Regions from separate parts of the Mus musculus genome. Here region 1 is linked to region 2. The links are chromatin contacts, called in public promoter capture Hi-C maps. All regions are on one chromosome and are shown on one strand. Each heading gives the region's core, a stretch centred on a gene start, on an enhancer-like site or on the middle of the called end of the contact. The rest is flanking DNA. Distances are from core to core; before and after follow the strand shown. Region 1 holds the start of Btbd18 (BTB (POZ) domain containing 18). Region 2 has its middle 84 kb from the start of Zswim2.

Region 1 (2,700 bases), core at 153-2,652, 630 kb before region 2:
CAGCAGAGGGTGCACAATCGAGACAAGACAGGATGTGGGAGGTCTTGCAGAGAAACAAGAGCAAAGTGAGTTGTTGACTGACCAAAGTGAGCCAGACTGGCCTCATCAATTTGCAATACTGTGGACTTTGTGTCCCTGGTTAACTGCCTGGCTAACAGTGGAGCGAGGAGAGGTAAGCAGTTGACTCTTCTCCACCAAATAAAATGAATATTCTGACCTACACGTCTAGTTTGTGTGTGTGTGTGTGTGTGTGTGTGTGTGTGTGTATGTGTCATGACCACTTCCCCACCTCCACTCACCGTACAACTGTGCGTTCTTTTTCCGGTACCGTTACGTAGTTTTCTGTCAGGTAGCACTGAAGAGTCCAAATAGTTCACGTCAAAACTATCAGGAAAGAAAAGAGCGAGTAAGTAAATTAAGAAGGCGAAGCGTCGGGCGTGGTGGCGCACGCCTTTAATCCCAGCACTAGGGAGGCTGAGGCAGGCAGATTTCGGAGTTCGAGGCCAAGCCTGAGTTCCAGGACAGCCAGGGCTAAACAGAGAAACTGTCTTGAAAAAACAAAAACAAAAAAAGAACGCAAAGCATCAGCTGGGTTTGGTGGTCTGGTGTCCTTATGTCTGCAATCTTAGCTATTATTCAGGAGGCCAAGGCAGGAGTATTATATGTTTCAGATCCGCATGGGCAATTTAGCGACCTCCATTCTCAAAATAGAACTTGGGTAGAGGTCTTGCCTGGCTTGTGTGTGGCCTTATACTACGAAAGAGGATGGGAAAGACTACTAATTTTCATCCCCGCCCTTGGAAATGTAGAGGAGCGAGGCCCCAGTTGCAAGGGTGAGGGAAGGATTTCCAAAGCATCAAGGCCTTAGCCGTGTCCTCAGACCCAACCTGAAATTGTTCTGCAGTAGAATTTGTTCCTGTTGTCCTCACTTTCCTCCGGTCCTCTTGTCTGCTTGCTGGTCTCCTCCTAATGTCCAGCCTCAAGCCGAAAGGTTGCGACAAGCAGCAGAGGTTGCCCCCACAACCTCAGCGATCCCCTCCCACTCCAGAAACAAGAAAATGAGGGTTAGTGGCGAAACGGTGGCACAGAAGGCCCTGCAAAGCAGGTCACCCCCACACGCCTGGGGCCCCCAGGCCCAACTCCTTTGAAGAAGGCTCTTCGGCGCGAGGGGTGCTGGGAATGGAGCAAGGCGCTAGTGGAGGCCTGAAATCAGGGCTGGCCCTCGCGGTCACCGCTGGCTTCGTCCACACGGGTTCTGTAGTTTCTCCTTGGCGCCCTCGGGCCGCTGCGGGTCTCCAGCACCCACATGCACTGGGAGTGATGACGACGAGGTCTGAGGCCACGCGGCCCAGGCTAAACACCGCGCGCTGCCAGCCTCGCGCTCCGGGCGTCGAGGGTTCCTGACTGCTTCCTTCCTCCCTCCGCGCGTCCGGAATACGTCATCCTCATTGGACGGCCGCTCCTGGGCGAGCCAATCAGACGAGGAGGGGCGCCTTGGTGGGAGGCGAAGTCTCCAGGGAGTTGACGCCGAGGGGAGCCGGCTGGGCTGTGGCGAGAGGTAGGGCACATGGGCCTGCATGGGAGGGATTCTTCTGGAATCTGCCTTGGCCCAGAGCACATGGAGGACAGGGCCAAGACTTCTGCTTAAATTGGGAGGGCTTCGAAGCGGTTGAGGTACTTTTTTTTTTTTTTTTTTTTTTTGGTGTGCGTGTTCTTCTTGAAGAGGCTGCAAATAACCGTTGTCCTGGCTAGATCCTTCTAGATCTTTTGGAGAAAAAAAACCAAACATACGTTTCTGCTTGCAAGATTGCTGATTAAGATAGGTATTTTCTAAGAAGAGACAGGTTCAGAAAAAAAAAAAATACGGACTGGTTTCTGACCACCTTTCCCCCTGCTCCTCGCCCCCCCCCCCCCCCCCCAGGCCCCATGGATTCAGTTCCAGTCCTGAATCTCAGAGAAGTGGTGACTCAAGTTGTGGGGAGGCTCAGATTCTGACTACAAGCTTTTCAGTGATGGTACTAAAAACAATGATTTAAAAAAATTGTTTTTTCAAGGAATGAGTTTAGCATGGTAGTATATGCCTTTTTTGGTGTTTCGAGACAGGGTTTCTCTGTGTAGCCCCGGCTGTCCTGGAATGCACTCTGTAAGTCAGGCTGGCCGCAAACTTAGAAATCCACCTGCCTCTGCCTCCCAAGTGCTGCTGGGATTAAAGGCATGTGCCACCACTGCCTGACCTTTTTTGGGGGGTGGTGGTGGTGATGGTAGTACACACCTTTAATCCCATTTCTAAGAAGGCAGAGGCAGGCAGATCTCTGACTTCCAGGCCATCCTAGTCTCCATAATGATTTCTAGGACAGCCAGAGCTATGTAGAGAGAACCTGTCAATACACCAAAACAAACAACAAAACCACCACTAGCTGTCATGGTGGTGCACACTATTAGTCCCAGCAGAAGCAGAGGCAGATGTTTGTGGGTTCAGGCCCAGCCTAGTCTACAAAACGAGTCCAGGACAGCCAGGGCTCTGTCACAAAAAATCAAACCAGAACAGTAGAATTGATTGAGCAGGTACAATTCCATTGTGGACTATTCTGGGGGAAGTGGAAGGAAAATATTTTACCCACTTATTAGTATATTTTTATCAAAGCTAAAATAATGTTTAAGAAATAGATTTTGTTGGTTGACTTGGTTTTTCGTTTCTTT
Region 2 (2,700 bases), core at 159-2,658:
ATTCCCTTCAGCTTCACTGTCTCTCCTCAAACAAACGGTCTTGAGTATGAAAGTTGAGATCTCTGGGCTTTCTGAGTTTCAACGTGTATACATTTTTTCAAAGTTAAAAGAAATAGAAGTTGGTCCAGACCAAATTATCAGGCAAGTCGTTTAAAGTGGAAGTAAAGAGAACAGCACTTAAGTGCATGGTCTTCAAAGAATAGGGACCCTGCCCACTTCATTCTGTCCAAATACAGTTCACAAGTGATGAGTCGTCATGGGTGAGCTTGCAGAAGCAGGCTTGGCCCAGGGCTAGTGAGCTGAAGATCTCCCTAATGATGTAAAGAAAAATTCTCAGATCTCAGACCCAGTTAGACCTGAGCTCATCTACGATTAGCTTTATGGCTTCTAGTTGATAGTTAATTTTCTAGTTCATGAAATATAGACAGAAATGTATACTAAAGGTGTTGTATTGAATTAATACCCCAACACCACATTAACTGGCATAAAGCGGGTCCTCGGCAAATTTGCTTTGAAACCATACATTCTTTGTTGAAAAAAGAGTTTATCTAGTCAGCACTAGTCACAATATTCACAATGCCTAATCAATAGGGACACACACCAAGAGATGAATGATACAAAATAAATGTATGTTGCACCATAGTCTCTTTATTAGCTGTAAAAGCAGAATTACCTCACTTGAAGAAAAATTGTGTGCAGCTGGAGTCTGTAACAAGTAGCAAAGTTATCCAACAAAGAAATTACTCATGTTTCTTTCATGTGTGGAGAAGAGAAGAAAGAAGAGAAATAGGCTAACAGAGAGACACAGAGAAATACAGAAAGGTGAGAAAAGAGAGGACAAAAATCTAGGGAAAAGGACAGGACCTCAGAGGAGGGCAAAGTGAAGTGATGAAAACCATCTGATCTCTAGATGCACACACATACACACAGACACACACACACACACACCAAAGTCACAGTGACTTCCATTAATTTGTACAATTAATTATAATTAAAAAAGAAGAAGAGTGAAATCTCTTTATGCTTGGTAATGATTTTCTTAGCATTTTAATCTGCACTAGAGGGGACTTTAAATTTTGTGTAAATTAACTTCATTCTTTATTAGTTATTTACTAAAGCGTCGCTCTATTAAGATCTTAAAATCTCCACATCAACCTAAAACTGGGTAGCTCCCATGTGTACCTCTTATTTAAGAGTTTCTAAGAACATTCATCTGGGATCAGTCTAGTCACCAATGTGTACTAAACCATCTGTGCTGGGGTAGTCTTGTTCTCAGTCACTAGATCAGTTATTTTGTTGTCATAAGATGCATACTAACTATTCAGCTTCGCCATCCCCCTAGGAGCTAAGCTGATGCCAATTAGTGCACAGCACTGGATTATCTCATCACGGCATTGTGAAATTAGTTGTTCTGCCAGCAGCTCTTTGTAGCCAGCAAGTCCAACACTTGGTCAGTGACGTGCATCCTCAGCAGCTTTCTCCTAAGACATCGGTAGAGAAAGTCCCTCCACAAATTTTGACTCACATGACATTTTAACAGCTGCTATTCTTCATGATTACTATTTCTCTCACACTGACATGAGTAGAAGGACAGACTGTGAAAGAAAACTCAGTTTGGTAAGAAAATTTTCATGAGAATTGGCATTAGAAAATGAAAGATTTATTCTGATTTAATAAACCCTAACTTGGGTACTTAAATATTCTCGTGCAATTTTTTTCTCTCTGTGGATTATGCTATGGAGAAAATAGGATAAAGTGTCTGAAAGAGCCTGGCCCCTCATAACTGTTCAACAAATGCTACTTCTTTTGACTTCTCTTCCTTTTCCATAATAACTGCCTAACCTGCTTGATGGCTGCTATTAAAATAGGAAGAACTTGATCGAAGAAAAGTCTACTTTAACAGCACAGCTTTGCTCACAGATCCTTGATTACATTCACTTTGCTCGCCAATATCAGTCTTACTTTTACAGAACATTTATGCATTCAGAGATCTGGGAGGAGGATACGAGTGATTTTTTTCCAAAAGTATTGTGTTTGTTTGCATTATACATATGTGCTTATGCGGGTGTGTGCACTTCTGTGGGGGGTCTAAATGCATGTGTGTGCATGTGCACGTGGTGACCGGAAGCCAACATAAAGTGTATTCCTTGATTGTTATCCGATTTACTTTTTGAGATAAGGTCTCTCACTGGACCTGTTGTTCATGGATAGAGCTAAGCTGACTAACCAGAGGGCTACATTGACCCTTGTGGCTCCCTCCATTCCAAACCCTAAGAGCAGGATTGCAGACACATACTCTCATATCTGACATTGTGTGGGTGCTAGATGGAGAGCCAAACTTAGGATTCATGCTTGTGAAGGAAGCGTTTACCAACTGAGCAACCTCCCTAGCTCTCAACCTCAATCTTGTTTTGTTTTTTGTTTTGTTTTGTTTTGTTTTGTTTTGTTTTGTTTTGTTTTGTTTTGTTTTGTTTTGTTTGGAGCACTTCTATGCCTGGAATTCAAAAAGGGTGACACATTGTTATGTAAACATTGCTTACTAAAGACTTAATGGATGTGAAAAAGAATGAATGTGCTTAGTACATTGAATTACACACATTCCTATAGATATTCTTAAAATCTAAGAAAATCTATTTGGTTGAATCTTCCACTTCATATCCTTTCCTTTGGTTTAATTTGAATAGATTTATCAGAAGTGGA

Evidence for each region. Promoter capture Hi-C pulls out the DNA fragments that hold promoters and counts their contacts.
Region 1: a contact with region 2 is called in a promoter capture Hi-C map of hippocampal neurons, with 4 times the contacts expected there. The contact joins the promoter of Btbd18 here to the enhancer-like site in region 2. A contact is called at or near these places in 5 of 39 promoter capture datasets (the 3T3-L1 cell line, the HPC-7 cell line, cranial neural crest and 2 more), 3 of 484 Hi-C or Micro-C datasets (the HPC-7 cell line and cortical neurons), 3 of 115 datasets of contacts at active chromatin or transcription factors (bone marrow-derived macrophages and pro-B cells) and 2 of 9 other capture datasets (adipose tissue and macrophages).

The regions. Positions count from the first base shown.
Region 1 is chr2:84,657,781-84,660,480 of GRCm38.p6, reverse strand. Btbd18 (BTB (POZ) domain containing 18) reads right to left here and starts at 1,402. Exons shown (of 5, transcript NM_001145100.1): 1 at 888-1,402; 2 at 300-384. It also overlaps a transcript of Ctnnd1 not described here.
Region 2 is chr2:84,024,124-84,026,823 of GRCm38.p6, reverse strand. No RefSeq gene overlaps it. Among named protein-coding and RNA genes, the nearest start is that of Zswim2, 84 kb to the right of the region's middle. Within about 2 kb of position 1,408, at least 18 of the 459 cell types and tissues checked have an H3K27ac peak or open chromatin away from gene starts, as enhancers often do. A contact at or near this core is called in adipose tissue and hippocampal neurons, where this site is marked.